3 separate regions of the Sus scrofa genome follow, and regions 1 and 3 are each linked to region 2. A link is a contact called in public Hi-C and HiChIP or PLAC-seq data. All regions are on one chromosome and are shown on one strand. The core of a region is the stretch at or near the end of the contact, and the rest is flanking DNA. Distances in the headings are between cores, read along the strand shown.

What was found. Hi-C and Micro-C count contacts between places; a contact is called where the count stands out from the background. HiChIP or PLAC-seq counts read pairs in DNA pulled down with a chosen protein or histone mark.
Region 1: a contact with region 2 is called in a Hi-C map of alveolar macrophages, with 2.0 times the contacts expected there. The contact joins two enhancer-like sites. A contact is called at or near these places in 6 of 47 Hi-C or Micro-C datasets (alveolar macrophages, blood, fetal heart ventricle and 3 more) and 2 of 2 datasets of contacts at active chromatin or transcription factors (alveolar macrophages and skeletal muscle).
Region 3: a contact with region 2 is called in an H3K27ac HiChIP or PLAC-seq map of alveolar macrophages. The contact joins two enhancer-like sites.

The regions. Positions count from the first base shown.
Region 1 is chr13:68,307,239-68,310,425 of Sscrofa11.1, reverse strand. It overlaps a transcript of PPARG not described here. Among named protein-coding and RNA genes, the nearest start is that of PPARG, 55 kb to the left of the region's middle. Within about 2 kb of position 1,920, at least 8 of the 83 cell types and tissues checked have an H3K27ac peak or open chromatin away from gene starts, as enhancers often do. A contact at or near this core is called in alveolar macrophages, where this site is marked.
Region 2 is chr13:68,177,750-68,180,908 of Sscrofa11.1, reverse strand. All of the region lies in intron 5 of SYN2 (synapsin-2), which reads right to left. It overlaps TIMP4 (metalloproteinase inhibitor 4), which reads left to right. Exons shown (of 5, transcript XM_021069344.1): 5 at 1-1,106. Among named protein-coding and RNA genes, the nearest start is that of TIMP4, 12 kb to the left of the region's middle. Within about 2 kb of position 1,883, at least 7 of the 83 cell types and tissues checked have an H3K27ac peak or open chromatin away from gene starts, as enhancers often do. A contact at or near this core is called in alveolar macrophages, where this site is marked.
Region 3 is chr13:68,338,946-68,342,102 of Sscrofa11.1, reverse strand. It overlaps a transcript of PPARG not described here. Among named protein-coding and RNA genes, the nearest start is that of PPARG, 23 kb to the left of the region's middle. Within about 2 kb of position 1,597, at least 4 of the 83 cell types and tissues checked have an H3K27ac peak or open chromatin away from gene starts, as enhancers often do. A contact at or near this core is called in alveolar macrophages, where this site is marked.

The DNA of each region.
Region 1 (3,187 bases), core at 671-3,170, 130 kb before region 2:
AATGTCATGTAGTGTCTTCATTATCTTTGATGGCTTTAAAGGAATAAAATAACTAGAGAGTTCTCAATGTTTAATTTACTCTTTGCTTGAACTTTACTGATCAGGGTCATAGGCATACTAAAAAAAAAGCACTAAAGGTAGGCTTTTAATTATAAAAGTAATTTTATATTACTGGTTAAACTTTGGAAAAGAGAGAAAAACATAAAAACAAACAAAACATTCCCTGTAACCTCATTATTTTTTTTTTTAAAACTGCCATAATTTTGTATAGTCCCTTCCAGACTTTTCATATACATATGTTTATGTAAGGTGTGATCAATAGTGCACATACATTTTTATGCTTTTTATTTAATATTTTTCAGATCTGCTATAGTCTTCTAAGTTGTCATTGATAATTATATAACATTCCACATAGTGATTACACCATAGTTTACCTAACCATTCCCCTGATGTTAAATAGTTATTTCCAAATACTGCTTCCCATAACAATGTTTTTATGAAAGTCTTTGGGTATGTGGCTAGTCTTATATCCTCCATCTCTTTGGAAAAAATTTTAAAGTAGGGAGGTAGAGCATTAGAGTGGGCAATATAGGTATGGCCCAACTGCTTTTTGAGCAGCCTGAACTAAGTTACAGTGACATCAGCTCTACATAAGAGAACAGGTTTCTTCAGTTTCCGAATCATAGAATTTTAGAATTAAAAAAACCCCCCATCATTAACAATCACTAGGAATAGTATATTTTCTACTATTATTACACTGGAATTGAAGTTTACAAGTCCATATTTTGTAAGTCTGTTTAATGTGAGTCCTCTGGGGCCAGATCATCTCAGTGATTTCATAAAGTCTAGTCTTTGAAGTTGTAGCCTTTGAACCTGGACACTCAGGATTCCTGGTAACCATTTCAAGGTAAGAAGACCCAGTGATGCTCAGACTAAGGGCGTCAGTGAGCCTCTCTTAACACAAGCTTAGTGACAAGACTGACCTTCTCTAATAATAAAATGCCAAATGACAGTGGCAATTTTACAGGATGATCCCAAGAGATTCTACCATCAGGTAATACAGCAAGGATCTTAACTCTAGAAAGAGTAAGACCTACTAAAAATAATCCAGGCTAACAGCATTGACCATTGGGCTCCAGGCTCTCAGATGGGATGCAGGGATCATCCTGACTGAGAGGCCCCCAAACAGTATACATAAGAGTCTCCTGGAGGGTTGTCACAAGACAGAGTGCTAGAGCCCATCTCCAGAATTTCTCATTCAGTAGCTCTGGGGTGGGTCCTGAGAATCTGCACTTCTGCCAAGTTCCTGGATGATGCCGCTGTTGCTGGTCCAAGGATCACACTTTAGATTAATTCTTTATTCTTTTTAAAACACATATGAAGTACCTAATAAGTACCACACTATATGCTAGAGGTAGAAGGATGAATAAAACCCGTCAGTATCTGCCTCAAGAAATCTATAATCTATATTTTTCTGGACATTGTACTGCCTGAGTCCTAAAAGTCAACAAACTTGGACCTTATTGAAAATAAAGTTTAAAAATACATTGTATTGCTTTTAAATAAAGCCAGGATGTTTCTAATTAGTTCCAAATGCTTTAGGAAAACATGTAGTAATCCTACATTGGCAACTCCCTGGGTGTTTCCTGCACTCTTCTGGATTTTATTAACATATGCAAATAATTTGTTACAGTGCCTTCTTCATTTATATATACACCACTCACATATTTGTTCTCTTTCATTATCTACCATATAGAAAAGAGAAGGATTTGATACAAGTACTTTTCCGCACACAAAAACTAGTTTACAAAAACCAAGTAATTATCAACTGACAGAAAAGAACAACATTGCTTGAGCTAAGACGTGAGGATTCTCTTGAAAACATGAATGACAAGTAAGCAATATGCTTAGTCATAGGCATGAGGGTGGCCCATACTTAACAGTTAAACAGCACCTATCAGCTGATTCACAGAATTAATGAACTTGCTTTTGAGGTGGCTACTAAGCTTCTATTTCTAACAGACATATAGTGGCTTCCCATAATATTTTTGGCAAAAAATAAAGTACATAAAAATGTTATGATCTGTGGACCTGCCAAAGTATTAAGCATTGCTTATACATCTTAGGCATATTTTTTTAATGACATGATTGAAAGATTCTTCTCATTTCAATTTATTGGAAAGCTACTTTAAAAGTCTGGAAGAACTACCTCATTGAGAGACTGGATAATTTGTCTAACATCGCTAGGACAATAAAAAGACACAGTGAGAGGTAATATTCAGATATTTGATTACATGAATCAACTACTAACTCCTATCCTTAAATTTGATAAGATTTCCTAGATAGTTGACATTTAGGAATAATAACTTTTTTTCTCTGAAGGAAAAAAGATGGCTCAAGGAAGAATTACAACCTGTGTGGATATTTAAGAAAACAATAAAGACACATATGGGAGAATACGTCCTTTCCTATCACTACTATTTCAAACGGCTATTTTCGTATTTGGTTTCACAAAGGTTGGCTTATACAGAAATGGGGACGTGAACACTTTAATTTTATTTTTCCTCTTCCTGATTCCCTCTTTCAAATTGCAAGTGTGTTTACTATTCTTAATAAGTCTTGTTTTTTAGGGGGCAAGCAAATCAGAAACTAATCTCTCAAATTTTTGCTGACGATGCCTTAAAGAATTAACCCTGAAGGAAATACTGGCATTTTGAAAGTGGACTCCAAACTTTCAAATGACACAGACAGTGTTGGAGGTGGAATGACGGCCAGCGGGGGTGGGGTCAAGGTTAAGGAGTTCTTTCCAGCACTCTGTCATTGCACCTGGCAGTCTGACAGGTATGCTTCCCCATTGCCTTCACTATAAAGGAATAATTATTCCTTAAACATACAGGAAAAGAATATCCTCCTTCCATTCACTTTCCCAGAATCCCTCCTGAAGCAACTTAGAGAGCCCAAGACAAGAACAGTGCTAAGGGGCAACTTTAAATTTTTCTATCTGTCTCTTTAGGGCCACACCACATGGAAGCACATGGAAGCTCCCAGGTCGAATCGGAACTGCAGCTGATGGCCTACGCCACAGCCACAGCGATGCCAGAGCCAAGCCTCGTCTGCGACCTATACAGCAGCTCACCGCAACACGGGATCCTTAACCCACTCAGTGAGGCCAGGGATCAAACCTACG
Region 2 (3,159 bases), core at 634-3,133:
GCTGTAGTCCTTTTGTGAGTAAAGATAGAATTTTGTCGTTTTTGAAATCCTGGGGAGCGGGGGGGGGGGGAACACTGGGATTTCTGAGTCACTTCCCTTAGTCACATGCAGTTGGTGACTATAGATCTCTAAGGCCTCCTCCATGGCTGAGGAGATGACTGATGGACTTTCAAGCCCCTAAGATTTTGTTACTGAAAGAGACTTGAGAGAGTCTCTAGAGCAGAAACTTCATTTTACTAATAAGGAGGCCAAGGCTAGACATGCAAAGGAAAGCACAGGCTCCCATAGCATGCCTGGAGTCAGGCTGCACTGGGATGGCGCCCAGGCCTCCTCCTGCCCAGTGCATTCTCTGGTCTATCCTGATGTCCCTGCCATTCTTTGGTTCTTCACTTTTTTTGACTATCAAGACCACCCTTCAGGCCTTTCCTGCCTTCTGCGATTCTCTCCACCATCTCATCTGACCTTTAAGTCCTGCCTGCCCACCTCAGCCTGCCTGAACTCCTGCTCTGTGACTGGATACCTGCCTGAGCTCCCAACGCTCTCCAATATCCCCAGCAAGCTGATGCCAGCTCTGCCTAACAACCTCTGTCCTGCTACAGCCCACACCGTGGCACGGCACCAAGGCATGTGGGGCCCTATCTTCCCAGCATGTGGGAGAGTTACACAGACAACCACATTGATGCCAAGAAGGCCCACGGCAGACTCCCAGAGTCCTGGGACAGCCAAGACTAAAATGGCAGCCAGTTCCCAGGCGCTAGGGGTTCCTGGGAGCTCACACTACCCTCCTCCACCTCCTGCAGTCCCTGTCTGCTCAAAGTCCTGGGTTTGGCATCAAACCCCCATCCTTGGAAACTTAGATTCAGTTACAAGCACACAGTCATCAATTAAACAAAAGTAATATCTGATAAGGGTTATTTCCTCTATGCAGAGACAAAAGAATGGATTTGGGAGCTGGGGGTGGCATTGGCAATGAGTAGGAAGATGATGTTCAGTATAATTGCTTATCCAGTGTATCAGGAAAGACTTAGATGAAATGGGATTTCAAGATCCATCTGAATTTAATACGTTGTCCTTATCCCTCCTGGAAATAAAATGCTTTCATTCAATTCTTGTGCATTTGTCTCTTAAAAAACCCCAGAAAGAGGGACAGGATTTTCAGATACTGGCAGCAATATGGGATGGTAGCATTCTTGATTTCTCTGGAACATGACTTTCATTGATAGGTCTACTTCTGCTCCCAAAATCCTGGTGTGCCTGCCCTGACCAATTTAACGAGATAGTGGATGTGCTCAGAGACACAGTGTACAAGGAAGAGCCTTATCCCAACCCAGCCTAGGCCTCTCCTCATACCAAGAGCAGCCACAATAAATAAATTTAGAAAATACGAACCAAAGTCACCATCTTAGAGGGACCCTCCCCTCACAGTCACCAAATTTGTTCATTCCCATTAACAGGCAGAGAATAACATACAAAATGCCATTAGCATGGCAGCTGCTTAGTGAAAATGAAGGGAGAACTTGGTGTCTGGCCAGGGAGCCCTGCTGTTCTCATGTGATGCCAACGGCAATGTGCTGGGATTGTGAATGGGTGAGAATGTGAACCCTCACCAGATCCCAGATCCCAGGAGGAGCAAAGCCCCAGGCACAGGCTCTCTGATTTGTCCCTGCCTGGTCTCTGGCACAATTTTGGAACATAAAGCAGGGAATTAGTTTCTTTCAGATCCCAAATACTAGTGGGCTGTAACACCAGGCTAGCAAACTTGTGGCAGGTACTATGATTATTCCTAGTTTACAAACAAAGAAACTGGGGCAAAGAGATGTTTAGTCAGAAGGCTGATGAGTGAGATGGCCCAGAAAAGAGCTGAATAGCAGAATTGCCTTATGTGGCTATGAGGGAGCCAAATTCTGACAGGCATTGAAGGGGTGAGGGAGGAAAGGTTTAGGGAAGTAGGGAAGGTCACATGACCAAGGAGAAACTTTTTGTGATCAGCAACTCATTCAAATCACACAGCTCTTGGAGCCTGAAATGCAAAACTCTAGGACTCCAGATCCTTGGGCCAGACAGAAGGAAAAGCTGAACAAAGGGCAGTCCCTCCTCAACTACAGCAGCTCCCAGATCTTCTGACTCCTTGCTCTTTGGTCTTTCTCTCACACTGTAGCTCTCCTTGCTTCCAAAGGAACAGGGAAACTGAGTTAAGGTGTGGAAAAAAAGATCAAGTGCAGAGGTGATGGGTCCATTGGGTTAAAAAGCACTCCCTTCAGGAGTTCCCATTGTGGCGCAGCAGAAATGAATCCAACTAGTATCCATGAGGTTGAGGGTTTGATCCCTGGCCTCACTCAGCGTGTTAAGGATCTGATGTTGCCATGAGCTGTGGTGCAGGTCAGAGATGCAGCTTGAATCCCGAGCTGCTGTGGTGCAGGCCGGCCGCTATAGCTCTGATTGGACCCCTAGCCTGGGAACCTCCATATGCCACGGGTGTGGCCCTAAAGAGCAAAAATAAAATAAAAAGCATTCCCTTCAGCTCCTGAATGGTATAAAGGCTTAGGGTCTGGGAACATCACAATCGGCCACCAGTGCCATGACCCTTGGCAAGCTAGGATGCAATAGTTGAAAAGATTTTTGAAAAACAAGAGGAGGGAGGATGTGATTAGGGGCAGGTGTTTCCTTCCAAGAGGACCAGAGCAGCAAAGTTACAGAAGTTGACCCCTCAGCTGTCAGAGGGAGGCCAGAGCAGCCCAGGACTGTTACAGGCTGCTTTCCCTCCCAGCTCCATTCTTGTCTCCGCTCAAAAGTTTCCATGGCCTCCACAATTTCCAGATTGGCCAAGGACGGGAATACCAAAGTAGCTTCTTCCTCACATGGTAACCCAATTTATGTGAACATGCGATCTAGAGAAACCCTGGCTCTATAACTTGGGAAGTTACTTAATCCTATCTGGGTCTCATTTCTCTGTAAAAAGTAATAATAATGATGATAATATCTTCCTTGTAAGGTTATTATGAGGATTAAATGAAATTAATGTAGGAAAATCTCAAAAGCTGGCAGCATGCAGTGAGTAGTTTTATGCTCCTTACCTTCCTTCTTTAATATGCACATCTCTACCATGAAGGGGCACTTACAGAGCATATAAGTGTCTGATTGATATGTGTGTGGATGAAC
Region 3 (3,157 bases), core at 348-2,847, 160 kb before region 2:
ATTTTACCTAATGCCCAGAGGCCAGGTTCTTGGATTGTCTAAATATAAACAAAATGCTTGTATCCTGTCTGAGACCTCATCTGCCAAGGTTCCACTCAGTTTACTAGATTTATAAGTGGTTCTAACTCTCTAGGCACAGAGGTTGTAGCAGAAGTGGTGACACCGCCTATGTACAGGCAAATAGAACAGCTAAAATAATATCAACAGCCGTCCAAAGAGGAAGAAGCAAATTGGGTTAAAACACCTAGCTTCCTTCTCTTTTACCACTCGATTCTTTTCATTCTACCCCTCTTACTTCAATTTACAAGCTAACCTCTTTCAACACAACCTGTATGGAGAGCACAGTATCTCAGTCACTCGTAGGGAGAGTGCCTGTTTCGAAAAAAATAAACAAATACTTAAAACTGAACAAACTTTTAAGGGAGAAATGAAAATCAATCACCCTTTTCCTTCAAGTTCATAATTTCATAGGATGGTTGATTCTATAAGCTGTGCTACTTATCTTGATTCAAAATCCAGGAAAACTATATGGCTTGCTGGGAACATTCAGGTTTTGGATACTTGGTTGTCTTGCCCAGTATTTCAGCTTCTACCCAAGAATCAGAGAGCCATTTCTTAAAGTCAGCATTTTCATGTCTCCCATGTAAGCAAATACTCTAAATTTTTCTCTCAGGCTAAGGGAAAACCAACAATGATTTGCAGGCTTAAAGCCTGGTAATGAAGGAGACAAAGGTATCCTCAGGTGATCAGATCACTGAAGACAAAGTCCGCTAACAGAGAGATGTCAGCTCTGGTTCTAATTCCTCATCAGAGTGATGAGGAGAATCAGTGACTCCCAAAGTAGCACTAAGTAAAATTAATAATATTCTGGAAAGTCGTATAAAGTATATAAAAGCATACATTTGGAAAAATACTCTCCCATTCAATCCTCTTATTGAAGAACATTAATCAGAGATGTCTCTGTTGATTTTGTTACAGCTGCAACTTTTCCACTGTACGGAGCATTAAAGTTACAAACTGGCTTGCTGGTTGAGTGGTCTGGAAAAGGTATATTCTGTCTCACCCGACTGCTATAAATTCAAATCCATTTCCTCTAGTTCTCAGCTCATTTTGGCACGATACTTCTAACTAAAGGTGTAATAAACTATATTGTCATACTTCAGGGTTTTTACAACTCCATCTACCATATTTGGGTGTGTGTAGGGGGAAGCAAAACACAGAAGGAAGTAAAGGATATTATGGTGACATTTTGTAACCTTTAGCTAGCTGGGGACAACTGAAATCATGTGTTTAAGATGGGAAGCATTACTAATTTGGGATGACATCTTGTGGCTTTTTTTCTTACACCAGCATCACTACATTTGTTCAGAAATAGATTTCTGATTTCCTCAAAATCACTTTTCCTCCTTAAAATAAAACACAATTCCTTTTTATAAAGGCAACATTCTTGGTAAAATTTAAACTGACCAGTGAAGGAAAACTAGAATACTAATTTGTAAGTTCCTACAAAAGATAATTTTGAAAAATCCTAAGATTTCCATTAACTGTCAGTCAATTCCTCAAGTATATAGTTCCCTTTTCACAAAAAACCAACACAGCAACCAAATGAAAAAACAATTTAATGAGGTAGTACAGTGAAAAGTGACTATCTCTAACATAATTAATACGCTCCTGAAATGTCACAGGGGAGACTGAGAAGAGAGATCAAAGAGGAGAAAAATAACCAGAAGCCTCTGTAGTGGTGACATTTTGTAATTCAGCATTCATTCATTCAATATATATTTATTGAGCCATTATAATCAGAGTGTAGGACAGAGTCCTTGCCTCAAGGGTTTACAGTTAGGGAGTTCCCATCGTGGCTAAGCAGTTAATCAACCTGACTAGTATCCATGAGTATGCAGGTTCAATCCCTTGCCTTGCTCAGAGGGTTAAGGATCTGGCGTTCCTGTGAGCTGTGGTGTAGCTTGCAGACTTGGTTGTGGTGTAGGCCGGCAGCTGTACTTCTGATTGGACCCCTAGCCTGGGAACCTCCATGTGCCATGGGGGCAGCCCTAAAAAGACAAAAAAAAAAAAAAGAGTTTACAGTTAGTAATACGTTGACATTTTAATCATTTTTATTTTTTATTTATCTTTAATGATTTTTATTTTTTTCCATTATAGTTGTTTACAGTGTTCTGTCAATTTTCTACTGTAGCAAAGTGACCCACTTAATCATTTTAAATAAGAGGTAAAGGGATATAGGCAGAAATTTTGACTTGAGGACTTAAAATTCTAAAAATTACCTCGGTATCTTTAATTTTTGTTATTCCTACAAGTTCCTTTGACATATAAAGTTATAGGATTGCCCCATCTGTAAACAGATCACAGTTGTCCCAGTCCACAATGCTTAGGAAATTAAGGAATGGAAAGGTGTTTGGGAGCCACTTGCCTACCTGACGCTAATTTGTCGAACATATGGGAAAGCAGAGGCTGGGAGAGGGAAAGTGACTGATTAAGGTCTCTTAGCCGCCATGTCTTTTTTTTTTTTTTTTTTTTTTTTTTAATTTTGGGGTTTTTTTGTTTGGTTTGGTTTGGTTGTTTTTTTTTTTGTCTTTTAGGGTCGCACCCTCTGCATATGGAGGTTCCCAGGCTAGGGGTCTAATCGGAGCTGTAGCTGCCAGCCTATGCCAGAGCCATAGCAACACAGGATCTGAGCCGCGTCTGCGACCTACACCACAGCTCATGGCAATGCCGGATCCTTAACCCACTGAGCGAGGCCAGGGATGGAATCCACATCCTCATGGATCCTAGTCGGGTTCGCTAACCACTGAGCCATGACGGAAACTCCCTTTTTTTATGAACTTTCTTCCAAGTAAGCTATAACTATGGAGATAATTACAACTAGTGCTTTTAAAAAAAAAAAACTATGTTTATCTGATACCTTTCTCATCTACCCTTCCTCTGATCTCCACTGGGACAATAATCTCCAGACTTAGTGGGAGCAGTCTTTTCTCATATAGTCTGGCTCTTTTTCATGTCTTTTCTGAGACCTCACCCCTATACTATCTCCTCCTTCTCCACTGATTTGCATTCTTCTCTACTTTCCTGGATTCAGCTTTTCTAGAGCTGTCATATTTGCTGCCCCGATTCTCAACTGTCCAAAAATCCCTCTCCATTT